2 separate regions of the Mus musculus genome follow, and region 1 is linked to region 2. The links are chromatin contacts, called in public HiChIP or PLAC-seq maps. All regions are on one chromosome and are shown on one strand. The core of a region is the stretch at or near the end of the contact, and the rest is flanking DNA. Distances in the headings are between cores, read along the strand shown. Region 1 holds the start of Glt1d1 (glycosyltransferase 1 domain containing 1). Region 2 holds the start of Aacs (acetoacetyl-CoA synthetase).

What was found. HiChIP or PLAC-seq counts read pairs in DNA pulled down with a chosen protein or histone mark.
Region 1: a contact with region 2 is called in an H3K4me3 HiChIP or PLAC-seq map of embryonic forebrain, with 6 times the contacts expected there. The contact joins the promoter of Glt1d1 here to the promoter of Aacs in region 2. A contact is called at or near these places in 3 of 39 promoter capture datasets (embryonic stem cells, liver and pre-B cells), 1 of 484 Hi-C or Micro-C datasets (embryonic stem cells) and 1 of 115 datasets of contacts at active chromatin or transcription factors (embryonic forebrain).

Annotation. Positions count from the first base shown.
Region 1 is chr5:127,630,435-127,636,138 of GRCm38.p6, forward strand. Glt1d1 (glycosyltransferase 1 domain containing 1) reads left to right here and starts at 1,828. Exons shown (of 12, transcript NM_177005.4): 1 at 1,828-1,917. The coding sequence starts at 1,850. It also overlaps a transcript of Slc15a4 not described here.
Region 2 is chr5:125,473,486-125,478,683 of GRCm38.p6, forward strand. It overlaps Aacs (acetoacetyl-CoA synthetase), which reads left to right and starts at 2,388. Exons shown (of 18, transcript NM_030210.2): 1 at 2,388-2,624. The coding sequence starts at 2,492.

The sequences.
Region 1 (5,704 bases), core at 578-3,077, 2.2 Mb after region 2:
ACGTCGTCATTAAAAGAACACCATCAAGGGTCCCGGTGAATTTCCAGAAGTATGCCTGAAAAATGAGATGTGCTACTCTGAGGGCATCATTTTTCCTTCCTTCTCTCCTTCCTTCCGGAATGTGAATGTGATGGGTTGAGCTATGGCAGTCAAAAGACGCCTGGAAGACATCTCCAGATTCAAAAATAAATTCTGGGGGGCTGGAGCAGAAGGGAGCCGTTCCTACTGAGGATGTGGGTTTGAATCCCAGAACCACATCAGACAGCTCACAACCACTCGTAACTCCAGCTCTATAGGATCCAATAACCTCTTCTAGCCTCCACAGGCACCTAAACAGATGCACATGCACGCGCGCATGCACACACTCAAAAATAAAACTTGAAAGAAAGAAAGAAAGAAAGAAAGAAAGAAAGAAAGAAAGAAAGAAAGGAAGGAAGAAAAGAAAAGAAAAGAAAAGAAAAGAAAAGAAAAGAAAAGAAAAGAAAAGAAAAGAAAAGAAAAGAAAAGAGCAAGTCCTATTAGTCTTTTCTGTGGAGAGAAGGAAGAATCAGGTAATTATATGATTAAAAAAAAACAATCAAACAATCAAACAAACCAACCAACCTTCCCTTGCTTCCCCCCTGTGAATAGGTAGGAGAGTGGGTCCAGTGTTCCCCTGCAGAGGCAGGCTTTGTCCATTGACAATCAGAGACCAGTGTGTTACGAAGCTGGACTGGGAGAAGGCTACTCAAGGGACCCAGGCACCTACTCTTTCTTCTTTGAAGTTGTTAGGGAGTTTTCAGGGATGGGAAGAGATTAATTTCCGGGGCTATGCTTAGAATATTGGTTCTATAATATTGATGGGCTTTAAATAATGCACATGTCTTTGTAAAACGCCATGAATTCACCCAAATGTCACGCTGTCACAAGACTGTCTCTTCCCACCCTTCCTGCTCAGGTGTATTTAGTGCAGGAGGCTCTGAGCCCTGGGCTCTGCACAAACCTGACTTCCTAGCCTTACACCACACTCCTCAAAAACTGCCTGAGGCTGCGGATGTGGATGTGGCTTAACGCTTGGAAGAAGAGTCTAGCAAGCAAGAAATCCAGGGCTGCTGGGTGCCCCCCCCCCCCCACTTCCCCTCCTTTCCTCAGAATCTTGTGGCTGGTCTTCAACTTACAGCAATCCTCCTGCCTCAGTCTCTGTATTCCTGGAATTGCAAACCTACATCCCTGAACCCAGCCAGCTCCATAACAGCCTTCTCTATTTTGGTTCTCCATACTCTTTCTCTGGAAGTTCACAGAACTTAGTTTGGGGAAGCCAGAGTCTACAAAAGGACGGACTGCCTACATACATAGAGTCCAGGGCATCCTTAGGGTCTAGGGTCCTCTCAATGCAAAGTGAAGCTCAAGTCCCCTCTCCACATGTGGTCTTGTACCTACACCTCACCTGGTCCTAGTCTCTGGGGGAGCAGTCTCTGTATCAGCCACTATGTTGCATGTAGGAGCCCAACTCATGATCTTTACGAGGGGAAGTCACAGGACAACCTATGTTCTTGGTGCCTGAAGAGTGGACAACCTCCCCCCACCTCCCATCTTTCTGAGCTCGTGGCTGTCTGACACCTGGTCTCGTGACCCCCACCCCCACCCCCACCCGCTAGTCTCCTCAGGTCCCCTCGGGGCCCCCAGATCTCCCTTCTCCCTTCCCTTCCCTTCGTGTCCCCTCCCCTGCCCTCCCTGCCTTCCCTCCCTCCTCCCCTCCCCTCCCTACCCCTGAACCTGCGGGCTCCGCCTTGGAACAGCAGGCGGGACCGAATCCACCCCTACCCCTCCGCCCGGGCCTGGTGGCCCAGTTCTTGGCGGTAGCGACGACATGCGGCTCCTGTTCCTGGCAGTACTGAGGCCTCACACTGGCAACGCGGTCACAGCTGGGCGCCTACGGTATGTTGCGGGGACCTGAGCATCCCTCGCGTGGGGATGCCGGACTGGGCCGGGCGCCGGAGCCGCGCGTGCACAAACGGCCGGGTTGTAGGCGCAGGTGCGGGCGCGAGGGGCTGCAGCTCTGATTCCAGCTGCCTGCTGCCCTGTCTGGCTATTGTGAGTGCCCTAGGATGCCGCAAAGAGGCCGCCTGGGCCAGCGCTGGGACGCGGGGTGGTGGTGGGGGAAACCAGAGGCTCAGCAAAGGCCTCGCTGCAGACTTGAGCTTTGGGCAGAGTGGCCTGGGATGAGAAGCGGGGACCCACGTGGCTGGAAAGACGCAGAGTCCCGGTGCATCGGATGCTCCAGCACGTGCGGAGATTCAGGGTCCGAGTTCCGTGGCTGCTGCCATTCCCTCCCCCGCGCCCGCACTTCCTACCTGGTTCTCTTCTGAACGCTCAGCTTATTTTATTTAATTAGGCCTCTTTTTGCTTTGTATGTTTACCTGGGACGGAAGCCTGGAGCCAGGACAAGGCAGGGAAGGCGGGTCCATTCACCTCTGGCCATCTGGTTGCCTGGATCAAACCGGGCTGGTCTGAATCATTGGAAAAGCAGACACTTACGTGCCCGTGCTCACTTGCTCGCTCCCCCCCGCCCCCCGCGCGCGCTCTCTCCCTCCCCTTCCACTTGCTTCAAGACATTTCCCAATGGCTCCCCCCCCCCCCCCGCCCCCAGTGGGTATGTTTCCTCATCATGGGAAAGAGCCGTTGAGTCTTCAAGCTAAAAAAAATGTTACAGTTCCTCTCAAGATCACAGTGAACAACCAAAGGCGGGCAGATGCATACCTGAAGTTTCCCCGGAGTGGTGATAGTGTTGTGATTGTGTGAGATTCCCCTCCCTCTAATTCAGTCACTCTTCGGGCTCTCTGTGGACTGAGCTCTTTCCAGTAGAAAAGTGCAAGTCATTTACAAGGAGAGTAAACACAGGGGTAAATCATTCCAGGGCGATTGGGACCATGGAGCAAATAAAACCATGCTGGGGTGTGGCCAATTTGATAGAGTGCCAGGCAAGCATAGGTGAATCCCTGGGTTCCGTTCCCAGCAGTGCATAAACCCAGGAGGTGCGGTTGTACATGACCACATGCTGATAACCCCAGCCTTTGGGAGCTGAAGGCAGGACCATTAGAAGTTCAAGGGCATCCTCTGCTACTGTCAACTTCCAGCTACTTGAGAGCCTATCTCCAAAGCAAAGCAATACCAAAACAATATAACCTTTGCGTTGGAGGGGCTCCTTCAAGTGATAAGGTCCAGGCTGGGCTCTCGGCAGAAGTAGCTTGTAAGCTAAGATCAGAGGGAAAGCACCCACAGGTCCCGAGGCCAATGTTAACTTAAGCTGTTCAAGAAACAGAAGGTTGGCGAGACAGTTATCCAGCTGTCTTGTGCACATGGTAAGAGGAAGAGATTGTATTTGCGATTACCATTTAAACATTAAGCACCTTTAGCTAACATTTGACTGTGTGGGTGGGAAAGGTCCAAGATTCTCCGGAATGACTTGATCACGGATGAATGAAATAGTGGAAAACATGCCCAAATGTATCATGTGCATGGAGGTCGTCACAAAGTAGAATCAATCGCTAACCCAGAAGTTTGTATGCCCCTTCCCATGGGGGAAGAGGGCTTGGAGGATGTGTGCCATTCCTAGGGGGATAGTCTGTGGTTAGGGAAGGCCCTGGTGGGCTTAGTGAGAAGCTCGCATAGCCTTGGAATAAAGTTGTAGACTCACAGATCAGTGATTGACTGTAAATGATTCCTTCAGAATATTTATTGGGTGATGCCAAAGTCTGAAGCTGACCTCCTATATTCCCATCTCCTGTTCCCTTCCTTTTTTAAATCATTATTTATTTTTATTTTTTATGTGCATTGGTATTTTTTTTTAAAGATTTATTTATTTATTATATGTAAGTACACTGTAGCTGTCTTCAGACACTCCAGAAGAGGGCGTCAGATCTTGTTACAGATGGTTGTGAGCCACCATGTGGTTGCTGGGATTTGAACTCCGGACCTTCGGAAGAGCAGTCGGGTGCTCTTACCCACTGAGCCATCTCACCAGCCCCGTGCATTGGTATTTTGCTTGCAAGTATGTCTGGGTAAGAGTGTCAGATCTTGGAGTCACAGAGAGTTGTGAGCTGCCATGTGGGTGCTGGGAATTGAACCCGGGTCCTCTGGAAGAGCGGTCAGTGCTCTTAACCACCAAGCCATCTCTCCAACCCTTTCTTACATAGAGCAAGCAAAGGACAACAACAAAATACAAAGAGAATTTCTCTTCCCCAAAGTAGTCATAGAAATCTGAGCCCTCTTTCCCAGAAAACAACCATAAAACCTGAAAATTCTACCCCCATTCTTTTGAAACTGACACTCTCTGCTTGCAGCATAAGAACTGACTTTCCTAGACAAACGTCACGTCTCCGGGGCTGGGAAGATAGCTCAGTGAAGAAGAGTGCTTGTTGCCAAAGCATATGGATCTGAGTTCAAATCCCACCACCCATATTAAAAAGAGGGGTTCAGGTATAGAGAAAAAAAAAAGACTCAAAAGCACACAGTTTTTGCAGCAGCTATGTCTAGAGGCTCACAGCCACTGGTAAGCCAGATCCCAGGGATCCAACACTCCCTTCTGGCCTCCTGGGAATCTGTGCTCACACCATCCCCACATAGACACATACAAGTGCACAAAATTTATATATATATATATATATCTCCAAGCACAGTAGGATATACCTTTAATCACAGCACTTGGGAAGGCAGAGGCAGGTGGTTCTCTGAATTTGAGGCCAGCCTGGAATACAGAATGAGTTCCAGGACAGCCAGGGCTACACAGAGGAACCCTATCTTGAAGAACAAAACACTAAAGTTTCTATGAGGCTGAGTAATTAGAATTTAGTGATTCTGAGTCCTTTCATTGGCTTGGTGAGGACTGGTGGTCATGAATCAGGGCATCACAGTGTGACAAGGCAGCTAATCTGCCCGAGTCAGGGTTGGGCATGAGGCTGGAAATAAGGGCAAGGTTTTTGTCACAAAAGGCCAAGAACAGCCATAAAATGAAGGTAGTGTTAGCTGTAGGATGGCAGGTAAGAGGGACTGAACCTGTGTCCCATGCGTTTTAGAAGCAATGGGGGCTGTTGGTAGAGTGCTTATGGCTCATCTGGTAGAGTGCTTGTAGCTCAGAGTACTTGTGGCTTAGTTGGTAGAATGCTTGTGGCTCAGGGTGCTTGTGGCTCAGTTGGTAGAGTGTTTGTGGCTCAGAGTGTTTATGATGTAGTTGGTAGAGTGCTTGTGGCTCAGACTACTTGTGGCTTAGTCGGTAGAATGCTTGTGGCTCAGGGTACTTGTGGCTCAGTTGGTAGAGTGCTTATAGCTCAGAGTACTTGTGGCTTAGTTGGTAGAGTGCTTGTGGCTCAGGGTGCTTGTGGCTCAGTTGGTAGAGTGCTTGCTTAGCAGACATTAGGCCCTGGGGTCCACCCCCAGCATTGTGCATAATGGGTGTGGTGGTACATATGTGCGATCTGATCAGGACTTTGAATGCGGAGCCTAAGGATCAAAAGCTTATGGTGATTCTCTACTAAGTAAAGAGTTCACATGAGACCCTGTAATAAATACATACATAAATAAATAAATGGAAGCAAATAAATACACGAGCAGGCAAACAGAGTGTGGAAGAAGGCAGATCTTTGTGAGTTCAAGAACAGTTTAGTTTACTTAAGTGAGCTTTAGGCCAGCCAGGGGCTACATAATGACAGTCTGGAAAGAGAGAGGG
Region 2 (5,198 bases), core at 1,138-3,637:
TTTTTTTTTTACACCCCAGTTCTAGACCCATAAGAAATCACCCCTAGCCGGATGGATGGTGGTGGTTCATGCCTATAATTCTAGCACTTGGGAGGCAGAGGCAGGCGGATTTCTGAGTTCAAGGTCAGCCTGGTCTACAGAGTGAGTTCTAGGACAGCCAGGGCTACATAGAGAAATCCTGTCTCAAAAAACAGAACAGAAAGAAGAGAAAAAGACATCAACTTTTGGGCTGGGAAGATGGCTAGATAGGCTAATGGCTGCTGTGCATGAGGGAGGACCTGAATTTGGTCCCCAGAGCCTGTGTGAAAACAGCCAGGTGCAGTGGCACACATGTGTAATCCCCGCACTGGAGAGGGGAGGAAGAGACAGGTGGATCTCTGAAGCTCATTGGTCAACCACCCTAATCTACTCAGTGAGCTCTGAACTGGTGAGAGAGTCTGTCTTAAATAAAAATGGAGAGGCTGGGGAGATAGCTCAGCGGTTAAGAGCACTGGCTGCTCTTCCATCCAGAAGATCCAGGACTCATTCCCAGCATTCCCATGGTGGCTCACAACCATCTATAACTCCAGATATATCCAAAATCCTCTTCTGATCTCCATGGGCACTAGGAATGCCAATGCTACACAAACATATATTCAGGCAAAGCACCTATACACATAAAACAAACAAACAAACAAACAAACACCCCCAACAAAACAAAACAATGAGGGAGCCTGGCATGGTGGTAGCACACAGTTTTAATCCCAGCACTTGGAAGGCAGAAGCACACAGATCTCTGTGAGTTCAAGGCCAGCCTGGTCTACAGAGTGAATTTCAGGCTAGTGAAGATACATAGGAAGGCCCTGTCTCACAAAAGAAAAACCAACCAATCCCAAAAAACCAACCAACCAAACAAAAACCATCACCACCACCACCAACAACAAAAAATGAAGTGGGTGTCAACTGAGGAATGACACCCATGATTGACTTCTGACATGATTGACTTCTCAACTCCAAACACACCAACGCAAGCGTGGGCCCCCCCACCCCCATGCACACACATGCATATGTGCACACACACACAAAGAGAGAAAGAAAATTAACTTGTTTTCAGTTATTTTAGACACTGGGTAGACAGCAAAGTACCAAATGGACTGACAAGACTATTAGCATCCAGAAGGTTCTCATCATAGTAGGATCTGAGCATGCGTTCTCTCTGTAGGAACCTTCTGATGCTCTCCCCCAGATTCAAAGCCAGCATCTCTGATGTTCCCCCAGGACGAACTTAAGCTGCTACCGTTTCGTTCACTGACTTTGCTACTCCAGGGCTATAGTACCAAAGACCTGGGCCTTTTCAAAGACCTGGGCCTTTTCAGTTAGTTGAACGTGCACACCCCACAGGACACAGTATTCTTGCTTGGGGGGCCCTGGACACTGACTCCTCTCTTTGTTCGGAAACCTGCAAGATTTCCTAAAGCTCCCTTCTGTCACCTGCAAGCCACTGTGAGCAACATGGAGTCACATCCCTAGCCCTCTCTTTTCTTTTAGTTTTAACACATGGCTTTTTAAAGTTTGCCCGGACTAGTCTTTTTCTTTTCTTTTCTTTTCTTTCTTTTTTTTTGGTTTTTCGAGACAGGGTTTCTCTGCTGGCCTCGAACTCAGAAATCCACCTGCCTCTGCCTCCCAAGTGCTGGGATTAAAGAAAGGTGTGCGCCACCACGCCCGGCGCCCCGGCTAGTCTTGAACTCACTCTGTTACAAGAATAATCTTAAAGCCCAGACGCCTCTCCCACCTCTACCTCCCAAGTATTCCGATTACAGGGTTTTGCTTTGAGGTCCATGCTGGAGTGGAACTTACTGTCATCCTCCTGTCTTAGTCTTTAAAGTGCTGGGTTTCAGGCTTGCCCCAGAATGTCCTGTGCTTAACGCTTTTATTTTCAGTCTTGACGATAGACTTGAGGTCTCACTCACTCAGTATCTTATGTTACATTATATACCCCATGTATCCCTGCTACAGCATCCCTGTGAGTGAGCACACGCGACACGGACACGCATTTTAGAGGTCTTCTGCACGCGTTTTAGGCTTAAGACATCTCCGCAGCTAAAGTGAGTGTTGGAGGAGCAACTTAATTTGAATAAGTGAATGAATGAACGAACGAACGAGGGCAATAAGTAAACAGAGCAACACCCGGTAAGTTGTGCAATAAGTGAGGGCGTGGAACATGCTTATCGCGCCTGCGCAGGCGAGGCACTCTTTTTGGCAGCAAGCGCACCTTTTGCAGGCGCGGCGCGGCGGAGGGTTACAGAAGAGGGCGTGGTCTCAAGAGGCGTGGCTTTCTGGAGGCGTGGCGAAGGCTGCTGGGGGTGTGACCAGGCCGGATGTCCCACAGGCCGCGCCGGCGCTGGTTCAGTCTCGCGCTGTGGTTCGTCGGCGCACCGCTGATCCGCTCCACGCCTTGCGCTCTCCGCTCTCAGCCAAAGCCCGGCAGCCCCGGCCACGCAGCTCCGCAACCATGTCCAAGCTGGCGCGGCTCGAGCGCGAGGAGATCATGGAGTGCCAGGTGATGTGGGAGCCTGACAGCAAGAAGGACACGCAGATGGACCGCTTCCGGGCGGCCGTGGGTACCGCCTGCGGCCTGGCGCTTGGTGAGTACGGGGCACGCGGCTAGTGCACCCCCCCCCGTCACGGGCCTTCCCGGAAGCTGTTCCCTCCAGGGAGGACCGCCCTAGGAAGGTCCCTGCTAGCTGTTGGGATAAGCCTCTGTTGGATGGATATCCGACCAGTGTTCCTGTCTTACAGTCGGGGAAGCCCCCTGCTTTGGGGGTACCCCTCTAGGGAGGTCCCTCCCTTTCCCTACTTAGGTACCTTGATGAATGGCACAGGGATTGGGGGATCCTCGTTGCCTTGGGGGTCCCCCTCTAGAGAGGTTCTCCTAGATGTTGCCGTGGGCCTCTGATGGATGGATGGCTAGTGTCCCTGTCTTTGGGTTGGGGGAGCCCCCTGGCTCTGGGCCCTCCTCTAGGAGGTGCTGGTCTTCTGATGATGTTTCCTTCACTGTTTTGGGAAGCATCACCGCCTGGCCTGTAGAGGCCCCCTTTCTGCAGGCGAGTCACCCTCTGGAAGTGGCAGACACCCTCTGGTTCCTCCGATCTTTTGCTAGGCTTGCCTGCTTGGGAAATGTCTCCTGAGGTCTTGACTTCCATTCGTTGGGGGCTTCCTTCGGGCCTTATCTGCAGTTCTTTTTGAGTTCACGGGTTTCATGTGACAGGCTCCCTCCATCTGCCTTTTGCTAGGGACCAGCTTGAAATTTCAGGTTCCTGAAAAGGTCAGAGTTCGTTCCTCCTCCTTCCTTTAAAGTTAATTAAGGTAGAGTCCTTTCTTACCCCAGCTCTAAACAGATCCTGCTTCCAGCCACCACCCTGGTCTGTGTGATTATGGGTGGGGCAGAGGCCCTTGGCAGGCGAGGTTCTTGTCCATATGCCGTTCCCAGGGATCCATGGGGCTTGCTTAGTCCCTCCACCTGCTCTGCCCCCCTTCTCAGGTGTTTGCCTGGGGTTTTCAGTTCGAGTTGGTTGGTTGATTGTCTTCTTCATTTTCACCTCCGTTACCCCTCTAATTGCAGGGATCCCCTTGTCTCCGTTGGCATCAATGTCTGTCTTGGCTCCCAGGATCTGTCTCCGGATCCTTCCTGAATCTTTTCTTTTTCCCACCCTGAGCACCAGCCCTCTGAGTCTTCTTCCTAGTGTCTCAGCAGCACTTGGCTGTCCTTCTCCCGCCCCCTATGCGTGGTGCACCCCCTTGCTGGCTGGAGGGTAATCTCCAAATGCAGGTCTTTTGTGTTGCTGGTCTTCCAGGCTGTCCACAGTCCCTTGTTGCTTATGCGCCTGCACCCCGCTGCTGGAGAGCCAGGAGATGGAGGTAGAGCTTCCACAGGGTTCTTTTTCTTCCCTAATAGGGCTCCGAACCTTCCCTCCCATCCCTCTCACCTGGAGACAGATGCTTGCCTGGCCACTTGCAGGGCTTGCAGGCTCTACTTGGTCAGTTCGTGGGTGTTAGATAGGAGAAGAACCTTAACCCAACTGGATCATTGTCGGGATTGCATCCACTTTCCACCCTCCATTTTCTGCCTGGACATTATCTGTTTCCTCTGCCAGTAGTGATGAAGTCCTGATCTGGCGCTCCTGTGGGGCTTGGTAGACCTGGCACTTCACCCCACCCACGGAGGGCAGCCCTTTGAAGTGGGCCAGAGCTTTCTCCTTAATAAGAGCAACTGTAGGGAGCTGTAACCTGACGCCCTGCTTGGACCTGGCTGCCTTGAGCTTCCTAGCTTTGTGATCCAATCCAACAAGTCCTCCAATCGCCTCAGGCTCTGGTTTCCTCATCTATAAAAATGAGCATTGTGAGAGGACCTAGTGTGCCTTAGGAGGCAGGCGTAGGCCTGAGAGTTGACCACTGGATACCGTCACTGGCTAGAGGTTTATTGAGTAACCCCTTACCCTTAATCTCCATCCTTCAAGTCTCTGGCTATCGGGTGGTCCTGGGTAGCTCTCTTCAGAAGCTCTGTGTTGACTATGTCGTGTTTGAAAGTTGGGAGGCTTACCAGCTATAGCGGCTCACACTCAGGTGCTCAGACAGAGGGATTGCTGTGAGTTCAAGGATAGCCTGGACTCCAGAGGGAGGAGAGCTTGTCTCAGGAAGAGTGACTACAAAATAAAGTGGAGGGGCTGGATATGGAAAGCCAGAGCGTGCCTGCCATCTGTGCAGTCCTCTCACGCGGCAGCCACTGATGGTGGTTGCATGGCTCCTCCCTTTTTTCCTTCCTCCTTTCTCTTTCCTTCTCACCTGCCTGGCCCTGAGGTCTGAGCATCTTTCAAACGCTGTCTTTCCTCTGTATTATGTCCTTTCTCCCTGTATCCATGTGCTTTTATAAGGGCTTCCCTCCTGCCTTGCTGGTTCATGGATGCTGCGCATTCTTGTGTAGAGTCAGATACACACACACACACACACACACACACACACCCCGGCTTACACACACAGTGGCTGACTCCTATCTCCTTTCTCTTCCCCTTGAGACAGGGTCTCACTATATAATCATGGCTCACCCTGATCTCAGTATATAGACCAGGCTGGCCTCAAGCTCTCAGAGAACCACTTGCCTCTGCCTCTCAAGTGCTGGGATTTAAAATCAGACGTGCTCCACCACACTTGGCTGAGTTTGA